2 separate regions of the Mus musculus genome follow, and region 1 is linked to region 2. Evidence: chromatin contacts called from public HiChIP or PLAC-seq data. All regions are on one chromosome and are shown on one strand. Each heading gives the region's core, a stretch centred on a gene start, on an enhancer-like site or on the middle of the called end of the contact. The rest is flanking DNA. Distances are from core to core; before and after follow the strand shown. Region 1 overlaps Castor2 (cytosolic arginine sensor for mTORC1 subunit 2). Region 2 overlaps Auts2 (autism susceptibility candidate 2).

What was found. HiChIP or PLAC-seq counts read pairs in DNA pulled down with a chosen protein or histone mark.
Region 1: an H3K27ac HiChIP or PLAC-seq map of embryonic stem cells shows a contact between it and region 2, with 8 times the contacts expected there. The contact joins two enhancer-like sites. A contact is called at or near these places in 3 of 115 datasets of contacts at active chromatin or transcription factors (embryonic forebrain and embryonic stem cells) and 1 of 9 other capture datasets (embryonic stem cells).

The regions. Positions count from the first base shown.
Region 1 is chr5:134,117,828-134,123,165 of GRCm38.p6, forward strand. All of the region lies in intron 1 of Castor2 (cytosolic arginine sensor for mTORC1 subunit 2), which reads left to right. Among named protein-coding and RNA genes, the nearest start is that of Castor2, 21 kb to the left of the region's middle. Within about 2 kb of position 1,309, at least 32 of the 459 cell types and tissues checked have an H3K27ac peak or open chromatin away from gene starts, as enhancers often do. A contact at or near this core is called in embryonic stem cells, where this site is marked.
Region 2 is chr5:131,511,241-131,517,257 of GRCm38.p6, forward strand. All of the region lies in intron 6 of Auts2 (autism susceptibility candidate 2), which reads right to left. Among named protein-coding and RNA genes, the nearest start is that of Gm29681, 100 kb to the left of the region's middle. Within about 2 kb of position 4,616, at least 55 of the 459 cell types and tissues checked have an H3K27ac peak or open chromatin away from gene starts, as enhancers often do. A contact at or near this core is called in embryonic stem cells, where this site is marked.

The DNA.
Region 1 (5,338 bases), core at 59-2,558, 2.6 Mb after region 2:
GTGCACAGACAACAGACACAAATATACACACACATTTTAAAGATCTTCATAGAAAAAGAACTGAGGTCCACAGCTTCCTCCTAGGGAGCATCTCACTTTTCCTGGTGAAATGTCACTGTCACACAGGGTGGCTCAGTGGATCTGAGCACATGGAGATCGTAGACATGTACCAGCCTCAGATGCCTGAATCTAGGCACTCTCTCCCGGGTACCTGGGCGACACTGGGCATGACCGCGTCGTCGCACCAACCTAAAGTTCCTCACTGGACAACTTTCTAGGGGCCTCCGATGACCAGAAGGACCCAGGCTTCAGGAAGGGACACCATCCCCACACCCCAGCTTGCCTCCACGTTGTTGTTTTGATTTGGGCTTTTTGATATGGATTTGATTTGAGCCTAGGTTTTGCTTTGACCTCACAGCAGTCCTCCTGCCTCAGTCTCTCAAGCCGTGGGATTACAAGCATGCACGATCACACTGGGTACTAGAGATAGACCCCAGGGCCTTGTGCTTGCGAGGTGAGCACTCTACCAACTGAGATTCACCCCTAGCCCCATGGTGTGTGTGTGTATGTGAGCATGTGCACACACATGTGGAAGCCTGAGGTTAACTGTGGTTGTTGCTCCCTAGGCACAGTCACCTTGCTCTTTGAGATGGGAATCTCTCACTATTTTGAAGTTTACCAAATAGCTGAGGCCGGCTGGCCAGCCAGCAAGCCCCAGGCTTCCCTGTCTCTGCTAACCCACTCCTGGGATTACATTCAAAATGACTGCACCACGCCTTTTCACACGGGCTCTGGGAGTCGAACTAGGGTCCTTGGATTTACAAGGCAAGCCCTTTATTCCCAGCCTTCCCCCAGGCCAGTGTAGACCTCACCAAGTGTTGTCAGGTGGAGAACTAGTGCTTTAAAAAGCTTGTAGCAGTATTTAAAAAGAAAGAAAAAGAAAAGACTGCATAGGATTCTAAAAGCCAGGAGAGGGTGTGTTGACTCAGAAAGGAGTGAGCCTCCCATCCCTAGGTGCGTGCAAATGGAGATTACCCAGAATTCTTTGTAGCCCTGCCCCTCCATCCGAATGATGCCAGGAAGCCCCTCCCCTTTTCTGACACCAGGTCTTGTTATGCAGTACCGATTGGCCTTCAGTTGGATACTCTCCTGCTGCACATTGCCTCCTGAGTGCTGAGATTCAACCTTCCGCGATGTGTGTCTGGGTGTGTGGTGCATGCACGTGAATCCCTCACGCTCAGGCGGAAAGCGTCTCAGGACATTGAGTACCTCCCTCCATCAGTCGCCATCTTATTGCCCTGAGATAGGATCTTTCACCAATCAGCAAGCTCCTGGGATCCGCCAGCCGCTATCCCTCAGTGCAGGGTTACAGGCATGCATAACCATGGCTGGGTTTTTACATGGTGTTCAATCTCAGATCCTTACGCTCGCAGATTGAGCACTCTGGACCACTAAGCCTTGGCCTCCTGTGGTTTCAACAGGGACCTTGTGATAAACTGGTCCACTAATTAAATGAGCGCTTATATGTCTCTTCCTTCTGCTACATTTATTGGGTCCATCCATCCCTGAGATGGCTTTCCAGCTGATATGGTCTCCAGGTCACCCTCCCTGCCTGCCTTCTGGCTGCAGGTGTGTTTCTGAAACAGGGCCTGGCCTAGCCAAGGCTTGGGGACTTGTGGCCCAGGGTGCCCTGGGGAGAGGCCCGAATGAGGGGCCTCATTCTGCTGGATGAAGAAGCTGAGAGTAAACAGATCGGATTTCCAGAGGCAGTTAGGCCAGCCAGCCGGGCGGCCACACTGATTGAAGATAGGAGTGTTCTCAGAGGTGACTCAGTGCCTGGGCCCCTGATCCGGGCAGCCAGGGGCCCTGGCTTTGCCCGGGTAGTTGGCTCCAGCCAAGCCCAGAGGGAACAGCTGTAGAATTTGGAAGACCAACTGATAGGTGACTGCATGTCAATCCTCTGGGGTGAGCTGTCTTTAGTGTGGCCTGCTGCCAGCTCAGTGATCTTCCAAGTCCATTGCGAAGCAGGCAACAGCGAGAAACTGGATATGAGACATTTGTGTAAGAGCCTGGCCTAGAGGCTGGGGCAGGAGGATCTCAAGTTGCATAATAGCCTGGGCTACATAAGAAGAAAGGAAAAAAATAAGGGGGAGGAGGGGATACAGAGGGAGGAAGAAGATGAAGCAGGAGAGAGGGTAGGAGAGGAGATCAATGCTTTCAGTTGGCAGCAGGCAATCGGGCAGGTATAAAGAGCACAGCTGGGCCTGGAGGAACCCAGGCATGGAAGAGCGAGAATGGATGGCCCAAGGCTAGCAAGGCCCCAGGAGGCAGCTCCAGAACTGCCATGCACTGGAGAGAAGCCCCTTCAGGAGACAGGGGACAATTACCGTACCTGAGAAGGCATGAGACTCACAGTTCCCAGAAAGTTCCTCTGGGCAGCTAGCTAGGGGACCAATCACAGATCAGAGGCAGGATGGTAAGCTGTTACAGCCATCAGCTGTGGAGTGTGGCAGTCACTGGTGAATTTAACTGTGTGGAGAAAAGCCATCATCCAGCTGGCAGTGGCTTTAGGCATGTGTCCTGAGGAAGAGATGTGGATGAAGGGCATCCTTTTTTTAGAATGGAGGAATTCTGAGCCTGGAGAAGTGGTTCAGAGGCTAAGCGGACCCTCCTTTGCCCCAGCACCCACGTTGGGCAGCTCACAACTGCCTGTAGCCCCAGCATTAGGGAATCCCGTACCCTCTTCTGGTCTTTGTGGTCACCTGCATTCAACAAGCATAGACACACACACAAACAAACTCATAATTACAAATAAAATAAATCTTTTTCTTTTTTTAATGGAGCAATAGCTCATAGCATTTGCTGTTCTTTGACAGGTCTCAGCACCTACACAGCAGTTAGAGCCATCCATACCTCTAGCACCAGGAGATCCGATGCCCTCTTCTGACATCCTTGGGCAGCGGGCATATACGGGCTACACATACACGTGCAGACAAAACACTACACACCAAATCAATGTCTCTAAATATTATTTGGAGAAAACTTGAGCCCTGGGAGGGGAAGAGGCCAGGGGTGAAGTGATAGTTTGTGAGGGAAGTGATTCTTTAAAACAAGGCACATGGCTGTAGGGGTTTGAGAGGGACCCTCAGTAGATACCTGGAGCATAGAAACTGTGTTAAACCGAGCATGGTAGAACACAGCTTAATCCCAGCACTCAGTAGGCAAAGGCATGTGGAATCACTCTGAGTTCAAGGCCAGCCTAGTCTATAGAGCAAGTTCCAGAACAGCCAGGGCTACACAGAGAAAGCCTGTCTAGGGGTAGGGTGGGTGTTTAGAGGGCTGGATGGGTAGGGAATGGGGTCAAGTCTGGGAGAGGAAATGTCTAGTAATGAAGGTCATCCGATGATGGGACAGACACAGAGGCCACAACAGACTGACAGCGGAAAAGCTGGTCATCAGCCAAACGGAGTTTGAGTGGCATTGACCTAAAGAACAACGCACTTCAGTTACTAGGCAACCAGTCAACAGCCTCAGGCAACACCCGAGCTGGGCCCTCCAGGGAATGTCATTTGCAGTTAATAGTGTCTGGGTTGTGGGGAGATGGCCACAGGACCACAGATTGCTTAACCGCAAGGGTTGACTTCCAGTGTGTTTCTTACCTTCCTGCGTTGACAGAAAGTTGGGCATCCTTAGGGGGGGTGACTGGACTGTTGTGCAAAGCAAAAGGCATGGGAAAGTCATTGGGTCTCCAGTCCCATCAGGAAAGGGAAGGAGAAGGTGAGCACCTTGAACTCAGTGAGGACAAGGCAAAGAAAGACAGGAACAGATGCAAACTGGGGGTGTGGCTTCCACCTAGAATCCTCTAGGGGGTGTGGTTTGGTGGTAGACCACCTGTCTAGAATCCCCCAATGAGGATCTGGGGGCATGGCTCAGCATTAGCGAGCTTACCTAGAATAATCCTCCCAACCCCCATGAGAGGCTGGGGGTGTGGCTCAGTGGTAGAGCCCTTGCCTAGAATCCCCCAGGGAGGGGCTGGGGGCGTGGCTCAGTGGTAGAGCCCCTGCCTAGAATCCCCCAGGGAGGGGCTGGGGGCGTGGCTCAGTGGTAGAGCCCCTGCCTAGAATCCCCCAGGGAGGGGCTGCGGGCGTGGCTCAGTGGTAGAACCCCTGCCTAGAATCCCCCAGGGAGGGGCTGGGGGCGTGGCTCAGAGAGAGTGCTGGCTCAGCATGCAAAGCCCTGGGTTTCATCCCTGGCACTTCAAGAAAGCAAAACCAGGTGTTGTAGAGCATACTTGTTACCCCATGACTAAGGAGGCTGAAACAGAAGGATAAGGAGTTGAAGGGTGTAAAGAGATTGCATTTGCTGTTTCTGTAATTCTCAGTGTGACCCTGCCTGATCTCAGATGTACAGCAGTCCTCTGAGGGGCTGGGATGTCAGGTGTGTTCATTCTGATACTCTACCAAGCTGGCACTGTCTTAACTATGAAGGAAGTTCTTCACATACTCAATATGAACAGACTTTGTGATGCATGATCAGCCCAAACCCCCGCCCCCACTGTCCTCCATCCCTAATACAGAGAGCTTCATACTGTGGGATCCCATTAGTGAGGAAAAGGAGGTGGTCCTTGAATAGTGCTCAGCCCCACAGGCAATACAGATGAACAGAAAGTGTCAGAGGAGGGAAGGGTGGGGAAAAACAGCATTGGAAGACATGAGGCTAAGAAGATAAGTGGGTAGGCAGTGGGAGACTGTGACCAAGAGGCTGGTGATACTCCCCACACAGCCGGGCATCATGACAGGCATGAGGAAAAAGGAAGATGGGCTGGGAGGATGGATCAGTCCACTGGGTAAGTGCGAGGACCTGAGTTTGATCACCAGAGCTCCCACATAAAAAGCTGCATATACTGTCACATGCTCATAGCCTCAATATGGGGGCATAGAGAATGGGAGCTCGGGACTCACTCCTTGGCCCGTCAGGCACCTGGCTTAATGAGCTCCAGGCCAATGAGAGACACTGTCACAGAAAGATAGGAATATGCTGAGTGATGATGGTAGCAAAGGCCTTTCCTCCCAGCAGTCGGGAGGCAGAGACAGATGGAACTCCTGAGTTTGAGGCCAGCCTAGTCTACATAATGAGTTTCAGGACAGCCAGGGCTACACAGCAGGGGGACAGGGCAGAGGAGGGGACAGAGAAACAAAGGAGGTAGTTATAGGGCTGATGAGATGGCTCAATGGGAAGATGTACTAGCCACCAAGTCTAATGACCTGAGTTCAATCCCGTGTAATACAAAAAAAGAACCAACTCCCCAAAAATTGCCCTATGAGCTACACACACATAC
Region 2 (6,017 bases), core at 3,366-5,865:
TGTAAAGCCACTGCTGTTCCCTTCATGGTTGTGCATGGTGAGAGTTTATAAAGAATTAGCACGGGGCAGTGCTTTGTTTACAAAACAGTTACTGGTCATCATGTCCCTTTCGATCAGGGTACACGTGCTGTGTTGTGTTAACCTTTCATGTAATATCACGCCTGCCAACAGGGAAATGAGCAGAACAGACTGTCTCAAGAAGCTACCCAGAGAGTAGGCAAAGCATAACCCTGTCCCAAGGTCACATGTCCGAGCCTGGCTCAGGTTAAGGCAGCTCTCGCTATGGGATCATCAGCACGCCACCTACCCTGTGTATGAGCAGGCCTCTTCATGAGGCTGGAAGAAATTAGGATGGGAAAGGCACAACGGGGAGGAAGACTGTGTCCAATCCTAGGTGCAGCATCACGCCTAGACACATCTGGTGCCTTTGTGTTTGTGTGTGAGAGGTATACATATGTACATGTTCATCTGTGAGTACATGTATGTACATGCTCATCTGTGATACAGGTGCATGACACACATGATGTGCAATAGCTGGAGGATAATTGTGAGGTGTCTCTTCACCTTCCACCCTATTTAAGACAAAGGCTCTTGTGTACAACTGTCCCTGACTTTACAGGGTTCTGGGGAATGAAAACTCAAGTCTTCAGGCACGTGAGGCAAACATCTTACCCACTGGGACACCTCCCTGGCCCCAGAGCTTGTCTTCCCTCTCGTGGAAGGCCCAGGCTTGTCAGAGTCCACATCTGGCACCTTAAACTAACTACAAAGACTTCCGACCACAAATAGACTGTGAAAGAGACACAGGCTTGAATGGCAAACTACATTCTATAAGCAAGCTGGCAGGATTTCAGTTGTCCTTCCTTAGCCTAAATTATTAGCTAAGACAACACAGGGATGGCACAATGGTTAATAGAGATTGCCGACCTAGAATCACTTGCGAGACATACCTCTGAGCACATCTGTGAGGGAGTTTCTAGACTGGTTTAACTGAGGTGAGAATATTCAACCTGGATTCTGGCAGCTTCATCCCATGGGGCCACACGGACTGCATACAAAGGAGGCAGAGAGCTGAGCACCAACATCCATCTCTCTGCTTCCTGACTGCAGATGCCATGTGACCAGCTACCATACACTGCTACCTCCAGGACTTCCCACCAAGATGGAGAGTCCCCTCGAACTGTAAGCCAAAGTAACCCTTCCTCCTTTAAGTGGCTTTTGCTGGGTAATTGTTCACAGCTGTGAGAATGGGGATACAAATGGAGAAAGAGAATGTGTGTGCGCGCGCGTGCACACGAGCACATGCATGCATTCGTATGTGCATGTGCGCACATGTGCGGATGCTTCTGCCACAGATACAATGATGTCTACCATTTGAGATCCCTCTCCACCATCCCACCTCACCTGCCGTCAGACACAGCCGCCCACAGCCTCCCTCCTTCCTCATCTTGGAATGTCAATTGTTCACCTGTGTGGAAATGACAGCCACTTGTCATACCCTACATGAGAGGGGCTCCCTCGCTGAGGTAACTAGCAAGCCATTTCTGAAGCTGTCATTCTCTGGTGTCAGTGCAAGCTACTGTTCAAAGATCTGCAGTGACACGAGCCAGGCAGCGCTGTGACTGTTATTGCCACGGACTCTTCCATGCTGCGACACCAGTGGCAGCTGCTCAGCAACCCAGGGTTTGTTTCACCCAATTATTTGTTTGTCATTCGGAAGCCCGGGATGTTGAGCAGGTATCAGGGAGGTATTTTTGGCCCAATGCACAGGCACGGAGGATAATGAGGCCCTCAGGTAAAGGTCTGCTCTGTCAGTGAGGCGCTCGGGTGATGCATGCATCGGGAGAGAAGCTAGAGTATCAATTAGAATATTTGAATAAGATAAGGGAACCAGGCAGGGTGCTAAGAAGGCTCAAGAAGTCCACCTTAACTTTTTCACATGCCTCCCCTCAAAACCCTAAGCGTAGGCGGTTTTCAAGTCTGTGTGGCAGCTGACACAGATGGAGGCGCTGTGAGGGGTGGGCTGTGCTGGGATGAAGACCTTTGCTGAATAATGCAAGAGGTCACCGAGTGCTCAGGGCCATCCTCTCATCTAGCCACCAACCGCTTGCTCAGAGTCGCCTCTTCCTGGGAGACTACGGACAAGAGAGTATTTTGGGTATCCTGGGATGAGGCCATGATACAGGGGAATTTAGATTCTCCGAGTGGCTGACTGTAAGAACGACTTAGCTTATGGGCTGGTGAGATGGGGCTCAGAGGGTAAAGGCACTTGCCCCCAAGGCCAAGAACCTTAGTTCGATCTCTGGGACTGACATGTGGAGGTAGAGATTTGACTCATGGAAGTTGTCCTCTGATCTTATGTGTGCTGACAAACACACACACACACACACACACACACACGCACACGTACACACGTACACACGTAATAAAGCACTTAAAAAAAAACCCAAAAACTTTGTTTATAATGCTATGTACCACATCCACAGGCAGCAGTGATCTGGCTCCTAGCATAAAAATTTGTCTCCCAGGGTTCTCACTGTCTTATCCATGATATTCTTCCTTCCCGTGGTTCTCAGCCATAAAGAAAAATAGAACAAAATAGAGGGTCAGAGGGTGGGGAGATGGCTAAATGAGTATGTGATTGCCAGACAACGATGAGGGTAGAGTTTGCATCCCCTAATACCACATAATGACAGATGGGTGTGGCAGCTGGCCTGTAAGTCCAGCCCCAGGAGGCAAAGAAAGAGCAAGCTGGCTAATAATACCAGCCACAATGGCGAGCTCTGGGTTTAACTGGGAACCAGCCTTGAGGTATAAAGCAGAAAAACAACTGAGAATAATTCCTAGCAGTACCCTCAGGCTTCCACACAATAGCCTATATCCAAGTATGTGAGCATCCACACACACACATGTGACCCCATGCATGAAACCATACATATCCACTCATGCAGACTGCACACACAAGAGAAAGGAAAGTAAGGTGTGCAGTCCAGAGAAGATGCTGGGGGTTTTTTTGTTGTTGTTTTTCTGAGACAGGGTTTCTCTGTGTAGCCCTGGCTGTCCCAGAACTCACTCTGTAGACCAGGCTGGCCTCGAACTCAGAAATCCACCTGCCTCTGCCTCTGCCTCTGCCTCCCGAGTGCTGGGATTAAAGGAGTGCGCTACCACGCCCGGCTGAAGATGCTGTTCTTATGTAGCCATCATACACAGGGCACAGAGATAGCCCATCCCCTCCTGAGATTCAGTTGTGGTTTTAGTTTGTCATCTCCATGAGAATGATCGAGAAGGTCAAAGCAGTCAGGTATGATGACATCTGCCTGTAATTCCAACACCTGGAAGGTGGGGACAGGAAAATAGACCTCAGTGTGCCGGTGGAGGTCAGAGGACAGCTTGCATGAGTCAACCCTTGGCTACAGAGTGAGTTGGAGGCCAACCTGGGCTACGTGAGAACCTGTTTCAAAACAATCAAATCCAAATAACAACAACCACCAAAGGACAAAAATTCAAAGTAGCCTGGTGTAGGAGCATACACCTGTAATTCCAGCAACTGTGACATTGAAGCAGGAGAATGGAGTTCAAGGATAGCCTGGGCTATATAAGGAGACCCTATCATAAAACAAAACAGAATAGAGGGGAACAAGGGGGCTGGAAAGATGACTCACGGGTAAAGGCACTTGCTATTCTTCCAGAGGACCCAAGTTGTCTTCCCTGCATCCAGAGCAGCAGGCAGCTCAAAAACAATGTAACTCCAGCCCCAGAACCTATGTACATGAGGGACACGCACACACATACACACAGAGACCCTTATATCAAACACGAATATACACACATGTATGCCAAACATGGAAAATAGGAAAAGGGAAAAAAGGAGGACTTATGCCCTCTTCTGTCTTTCAAAGGGCACCCACATCTCTCTCTCTCTCTCTCTCTCTCTCTCTCTCTCTCTCTCTCTCTCTCTCACACACACACACACACACACACACACACACACACAGAGTTTAAAAAATAATAAAAATAAATATTTGGCTGTTTGGCTGGGTATGGTGGTGCATACCTTTAATCCTAACACTCAGGAGCCAGAGGGAGATAGAACTCTGTGAGTTTGAGGTCAGCTTGGTCTACATATCAAGTTTTAGGCTAGTCAGGGCTACACAGAGAGATCTTGTCTCAACAACAACAACAACAACAACAACAACAACAACAACAGCAGCAGCAGCAACAACTCTTAAACAAAACAAAATAAAAAGCCCTCAAAGTAGAATTTCTGTTTTTATATATCCTTTAATCAATTAATACATTTATTTTTCTAGTGCTGGCATGTGACCCTGTGATCTTGAGCATGCTAGATGAATGCTCTACCACTCTACTTTTCCCTAATAGGGTAGATATGAGAAGACTGAAGATCTAACACAGGGCAGATGCAGCCTGGAAAGACTGAAGTCAGTACTACGGCGCCCACTGAGCAAGAGCAAAGTAGGATTATTCAGCCGTCAGACCTGGATTAAGTCTGGAAGAATCAGGCTGGGCTCTGATGGTTGGCCTGCCGCCTGAGGTGTGCTGCAGGCTCGTGATGGATGGAGGTGGTGACATTCTTTCCCTGATCCCGAACAGCCCCTGCTGGCCTCATTTCAATTCTCAGCGGTATCATGAGTCACCTCCTGGAAACAGAAGCTGCCTAGCCATGGCCCCTGGGGTGCTCTTAGGCAGGACTTTCTCTGCCAATCTAATCCTCCCGTCGCTCCCCCACCCCTTCCTAGGCTAGATGGGAGTGAGCCCGGCCCAGGAAAAGTCTTAGGCAGGAGGACAGCCCTCCCACTTGAGAACTCAAGTACAAAAGGAAGTCGGCACCTAAGTACTTTTACATACAGAGGGGTTCTGTAAATATTTATAAGCCGATAACACACACACTCACACAACACACACACCAGCTTCCTTTAACACCATCAAACAGGCAGGACACTGCAGTGTTACTCCTATTCAAAAGGCCACTCACTAACAGCCAAGACTCTTAAGGAAGAGCTCTACCCTCTTCTCACCACATCCTTCCAGCAGTACGTGTGTCCGTGCGTCACATACACGTGTGTGCATGGGTGTGGAAGCCAGAGAACAATCTCAGATTCCATCCTCTGGCACCATCCACCTTTTTCATTTTTAGAAATGATGTTTATTTGGGGGCGGTGTGTATGGGATGGTACGAAGTGGAGGTCAGAGGGTGAATCTCAAGAAAGCAGGTTCTTCTCCTACCATGGAAGTACGTGAGTCTGAGGTGATCAAACCTGCAGGCTTGACAGACAGCAAGTGCTGAACCATTTTATCGGCCCCATCTTATTCAGTCAGGATCTTACTTGCTAAGTAAGATAGACTGACTGACCAAGGAACTTCAGGAATCCATCTATCTAAAAAGCCTCTTTAAGTGGGGTTTGGGGGATCAAACTCAGATCCACCAAGCACTTTACTAAGCCATCGCCCCAGTCCCATCTTTCCCTCCCTTCTAAGCCTTATCCAATCTTTCCCACAAAGATGACCTTTCCTACAAAGATGGCGTCCACACCAATAATCCCAGTACCAGGGAGTCTAAGTCAGAATTGTCACCAGTTCAGGGCAAGCCTGGTCTCCATAACGATGAGTTTCAGATCGGCCATGGCTACATAATAAAACCCTGCTTCAAAAACTCTGAAGATGCAACTTCTCCTGAGCTCTAATTTTCTGTGTAAGTCCTTACCAATTCAAGACTGAAGTCGGGGGTGGGGGAGGGGGGGTCCCCAGCATCTAGTCATTTCCAGTTCAGGTTACTGATGATGCCATTCATACACCTTAGGTAAAACATTGACTCTGCAGAAGCCTTAGACTCAGAGAACCTAGAACCTCCCTCCCATCACCAACTCTGGCCTTTAGGTCCAGATTAGCCTGCTTTCTTTGGAGATGGATTCAAAAATGGTCCTCACGTAGCCCACAGTGCCCTCCAACTCTAGGTACAACTGAGGGTGGCCTTGAACTTTTGATCTTCCTGCGTCTAA